2 separate regions of the Gossypium arboreum genome follow, and region 1 is linked to region 2. Evidence: chromatin contacts called from public Hi-C data. All regions are on one chromosome and are shown on one strand. The core of a region is the stretch at or near the end of the contact, and the rest is flanking DNA. Distances in the headings are between cores, read along the strand shown. Region 1 holds the start of LOC108486257. Region 2 holds the start of LOC108485411 (GATA transcription factor 21-like).

What was found. Hi-C and Micro-C count contacts between places; a contact is called where the count stands out from the background.
Region 1: a Hi-C map of leaf shows a contact between it and region 2, with 3 times the contacts expected there. The contact joins the promoter of LOC108486257 here to the promoter of LOC108485411 in region 2. A contact is called at or near these places in 2 of 5 Hi-C or Micro-C datasets (both in leaf).

Annotation. Positions count from the first base shown.
Region 1 is chr6:124,779,148-124,782,099 of ASM2569848v2, reverse strand. It overlaps LOC108486257, which reads right to left and starts at 1,423. Exons shown (of 13, transcript XM_017790216.2): 1 at 1,122-1,423; 2 at 964-1,032; 3 at 806-857; 4 at 633-706; 5 at 424-554; 6 at 35-220. The coding sequence starts at 1,146. LOC128294163 (a long non-coding RNA gene) reads left to right here and starts at 1,458. Exons shown (of 2, transcript XR_008284438.1): 1 at 1,458-1,564; 2 at 1,700-2,080.
Region 2 is chr6:124,565,918-124,568,766 of ASM2569848v2, reverse strand. It overlaps LOC108485411 (GATA transcription factor 21-like), which reads right to left and starts at 1,573. Exons shown (of 3, transcript XM_017789244.2): 1 at 1,104-1,573; 2 at 652-1,014; 3 at 1-532. The coding sequence starts at 1,289. The coding sequence ends at 185.

The sequences.
Region 1 (2,952 bases), core at 174-2,673, 210 kb before region 2:
AGGGTTTTTAGTGTAATGCTAAGTAACCCTTAACTGTGCTCTTTTGCTTCTGAATAGAATAACTTCTGTCTCTGTTGTCGATATCAAATTTGGCATCCTTGGGGTTGTTTAAGGGGACAGACAATTGACTGGCTTCACTATAACTAACAGAAGCATTTTTGGGACTTCCATGACCACTATTGCAAAGCTCTTCATGTTTCTTCTTCAGTGCAGATTCCCTCTGAAAATGATCTTAGAAATATATAACTTAGTAGCGCCACGGAAAGGAATAAGGTTTATCAGGATACCATAGGCATGCATTTTATCAAACAGCTTAATGCAGTGCATCCCATATTCTGGCTGATGGTTTAATGCACACATAAAAGGAATCTTGTATGATCAGTCATTTATTGCATCAAAAGCAAAGCAAGGGAAAAAGAATACCATTATCCGAATTCGCTGGCGCTCTTCTTCATTGAGGAAAAACTGCAACTTCATATGAGCATGCCCACCTCCTTCAAGGGGAAATATGTCATCCCAAACACCTTTCTCAACCACCAATCTGGTTTCAAGTCCTGCCCCATGTCATATCTTTTTCACTCAGACTAACTCTTAATATTCTAAATGCTTATGGAAAATGAAAAGGCACAAACCTGTATGAGAAATCTCGTTTCCCTCTGCATCTTGTATTGTTATAATCAAGTTGTCACGAAGGGTTGTCAATGGACTGTGCAATAGCAAAACATGTTGGAATTCAATAGCAAAATTCACAACTTTAAAACACAGCAAAATCAAAGGATGTCAAAACAATGTTTAGAGTCATTACAATGAGAATTCCCCTTTGTCCCAAGTCTGGTACTCTATTTTTCCCTTGGAAACTGCGTTATGAAGATGAACTCACTGGTAAAATTTTCTTCTCACAGTGTATAGAATATAGCCATTCAAGATAAGAAAATTTGGACAAGAAAATGTTGATTGGTTTACCTTTTATTGATACTTTTGATGATGATGATGATGATAATGATGATGAATGGAGACCCTTGAAATCCAGAACTGAAATGAATTCAATGAGGGAAGTCTTGAAAAAGGAGTATGAACTTCAACTGCCATATTGGAATTACAGTTAAGACAAAACTTGATACCTGAAACTTGGATGGTTCCTGGCATTTGAGAGAAATCTTTTCTGTGAGACTAGAAAAGCAGAGATGATGATGATAAGAGAGATTAACCAGTGACTAAAACTAGCATTATCATGCCAAATTTGATAATTTGAAAGGATGGCTTAAAAGGAAAACATTGTTTATCAGGAAGAGGACGTTTTCTGGATATGAATGTGTATAACATATGTATGCTCAATTTTTTTCAAAAGAAATTCATATTGAAAAAAAATACATATGTGGCTGGACTTGAAGGAAAGGTTACATAAAGGACCCCACTACTTCAAAATTATTTATGGCTCATCTATAAAGCAGGGAAATGGGGGCAGTCGATCTCTATCCTTTGTCTCACATAAAGCCAATTGGTCCAGTTGCCTGCTGGCCCTTATTACCCTCTATCAAGGCAACTAACATAGCAGGAGCAATAAGTAACCATCTCTCTCTCTATATTTTGGGGAAAAAAAGGGAATATGGGTTTAGATTAGACAAACCCATAGAGATTCTGCATGAATAAATTGCTTGAAAACAGCCTTATCTTCAAATCTTTTCTTGATTTTCTTCAGGATCATTAGGTTTGAGTTTTCCATTCTCTGCTGATATTCAGGAATGGAGTCCAAAACCTTCAAAGATAGTGCAACAACTGGAAAAGATTGGTGGTTTGTCATTACCTCATGGAGTTGTCTCTGGAGCAAAAGATAAATCTTCTTTTGTTTCACTCTGTTTGTTAGCCGCATTGCTTCAACCCTTCTTCCTTCCTTGCCTTTGCAAACATATATGCTGCAACAGGAAGAAAGAAGGTCAGACAATCTATGTTACTGGGACCTAAATGTAAGTGTCACATACACATGTATGTTCTATTTTTTTAAAGCTTTTGATAGTACTTGGAATGTATTGTGAGTTAAAAATAAACATTTCAATAAAAATGAAGGATTAGAATAACATAACTACTCGAAAATCAAGCAAAGCAAAGAGGGAAATGAATAATCTCTTTGTTGAGAATGACTTCTAAAAGTTTAAATAATAAACAATTCATTCAAAATTATTAACAGCAAATTTTGAGAATAAAAAGGAAAGACGAAAAAGTTTTGGACGTAAGACATGAAGAACTGAAAGAAAATTAAATTAAACATATTTGACGAGAAGAACACAATTTTCATATCATATAAGTTTTGTGTTAATTACATATAGCTAAATTGTAAACTTAATTGTGGTTATTATTATTATTATTTTATAAAGATGAAATTATCACCCTTATCATTTAAATTTTTAACTAGTATAATTTTATCAATAGAAATTTTATCCATGAAAATTGTTGGTGGGTTAGAAATTAATTTATCGTTAAAAGATATTCAAAGTAATAATATAGACATTAAAAAGACAAGACCAATCGAAAAACAAAGTACAATGTGATATTATATTTGGTAAAATTAAAATTAAAAACTATCTTTTATTATTAAAATAAATGAAGTTTTCATTGTCAAGAATAAGGATATTTGAAAACAACATATCTCACATTATTAAATGTGGATTTGGATGAACGGTGCGTTTTCTTGCGGTTAGTGTAAAAATAACAATGACAGTGAGATTAGATACTGTAACGATACTGTAACATAAGATAAGAAGTAAACTAAACGCACTGCACTGCATGCCTTCGCCTATCCAAACCTACCCTTAGTCAGGTCTTTAAATTTTTGCTTATAAGCTGTAACAATTCAATAAATTTGTTAATGTTTATTGAGAGGATTGACTCAAATTGTTGAATTTGCTCCCTTGAGTGCACAATTTTTCTAATAATATTAAAACAAATAATATAAAA
Region 2 (2,849 bases), core at 324-2,823:
TATATAATTTAATATAAAAGATTCAAGCTCCAAACATTGCTGTTTTTTGTTTCCCTCACACCAATTTCATATCTTAATTTCCTTGAAACTCAGACATACAAACTCAGTTACTATAACATTATTATTAAAGCTAATTAAGAATAAAACCAACAACATAAAAGCTAGGCTAGCGACTTTGAGAAATTCAACCATGAACAAGTCCATATGATAAGGCCATCAGTAGGATCGCGGCTTCTTTCTCATCCTGAGGGAAAACTCCATGAAAAGCCGAGCTCTTGCTCAATATTATCCTCAAGTCCTCAAAACAAAGCTTGTTTCTACCTTGGGATTGGGAACTGAGTTTGCACTTTTTGTTCTTTAACGTTGCAACACAACCATTACTTGATCTCTTGGCCTTGTTTTGAACCTTATTCTTCATGCTTGTCGTTGTCTCAGTTGCAACAATAGTTCCATTGGACGCTGTTGCCGCTGCCGCTGCAGCCATTGCTCGTCTCGCTTTTCTTTGTCGAATTCCGCAGGCGTTGCAAAGAGACTGCAGTGCGACCAAAAGGTGAAAAACAGAAAAAAAAAAAAAAGTCAATTAATTATCTCAAAAGTTATGTAGCAATTGTATAGGGTATTGATTAGAAACGAGTGGAAATTCAACTATACCTTGGGACCTCTAGGGCCACTCCTCCAAAGAGGAGTCTTAGTTGTGTTGCAATCAGCACAAACCCTACTTGGATTGTTGTTGATATCATTATTGTAGGAAGAGTTGCAGCTGTTATCTGGAGATGGTGAGGGCTGATTCTGAAGCTTCTGGTCTTCGATTTTCGGCGAAGAGCTTTTCGATAAATCGGTGTGATGGGAACTCATCATCTTCCTCAAAATCCTCAGCTTTGAAGGCATCCACTTAGTAGAACTGTCCTCATGGTGATGATCACTTTCGACCCTTTCTTCTTTTTTCCATAATGATAACTTGAGTCCGCAGTCACTGTTCTCCAATGCCCCATCTTTTGAAACATATATCTTAGCCTAAACAAAATGATCATATCATAACCCTAAGTGATCATCACATTAAATTTTAATAAAATAAAAGAGTGAAGTGGTAATTATAATATCACCTGATCTTGAAACTCCTGGGGTTCCCTTTGACAAGAACCTGCTCCTAGGTGATGAACAGTTGAGGAAGAAGAAGAGGAAGAAGGTTGAGATTTAAAGGTAAAAAGGTGGTGGTGTTGGTGTTGATCATCTTCGTTAAGGTCAAAAGGAAAAGGATAAAGGGATGAATAGCAATTACTAGAAGACATTAGGGAGAGAGATCAGGTGATGAACAGCAATGATATGTTGTTGGTGTTGTCCAGTAAAGGTGGAGGATCGAAAAAAAAAAAGGCAAAGAAAAAAAGGAGGGGTATTATGCTATTGAAGGGTAAACCACTTTAGAGAGAGAGGGAGAGCAAAGAAATAACAGGTTCACGTGATTTGATATATATGAGAGACCAGAACCAACATGTTTAAAAAAGACAAAAAGGAAATAAAAGGAGAAGTATGGAATGCTAGGCTACTGCTCCATCCTATTCAGAAATATTTAAAGGAATAATAATAAATTTAAAAAAACCCTATCTGCAGGAATTTTTTACTCACCTTTTGATGTCATTTCGAAAGAACAGAAAAGATAGACTTCTTTCAATATTTCATGATAGCCACACAAATTATTCATATAATATTTCATTAATTTAAACATATAAAACAAAAATTGATCCCAATTGTGATCTTCTCACAGATTGTGACCTTCATGTTAGTTAGTACTATATACAATATATATAATTTATTGACCCAAAAATCTGATCATCTTCACACAAATTCTAATCTTAATTTCTAGTATTATAATAACACAATATAATTTAATTTCTCTATGAATCTTTATTAAACTGTAAATTAGCATTATGGTGAACCATAGGATTAAATTGGTTAAACCTTTTCTTTTCTAGTATATACCTAGAATTTGCTAGTAAGATGACAGATATGGTGACGCATGATACAGTCAGAGAATACAAAGAGCATTATATCTTCAGATATATATAGTTCTATATGAGGGAATATTTTATATAAGGAAAATTGGAGCATGCGGTGCATACATAAATATGAGTACTAGAAGAGAAGGGCTACAGTTTTCATGAGAAAGACATATATGTATACATGTGATATATCTCCATTCTTCACTACCTTAGTCTTGCCAAAAAACATTCAATGCATTGTTCAGGCAAGAGACAAATGCAGCACCCCACAACTTTGCCAATTGCCATAATCATGAATCTTAGAATTAATACATGTTCTTTCACCACTGACGATATCATGCTCCTTATATAATTTCATTTTTACATATAACTATACATACACATTTCCCTTTCACCTAGGAAACGTTTAGATATATATTAGAAGGCAGGCAGCTGGCCATATATCATTTGTATATCATTTGTTAAAATTGAGAAAAAGAAAACAAAATATTTAGGCTAGTTAAGCAACCAAGATAGTTCTATCTTTGAAATATTTAGAGTTGTTGAGATATATTTGAGGAAGTGCCCACTTCTTTTATTACTGCAACAATTAGCAATTTGTCATATTAGAAGATTGATAATTTATTGAACCATATCTTTAAGTTGAGCTAAGATTGTGGATTATATTTAGCTCATCAATGAAGATCATATTACTTGGAGGAAACCTATTTGAAGAATTAGATCGGATCAAGTCTATTTAATCCATTGCATTGAGGAAGTTGGATTGGATCAAACTACATCTATGTTACCTTTATTATTATTATTATTATTATTATTATTATTATTATTATTATTATTATTAAGCTATTTTAG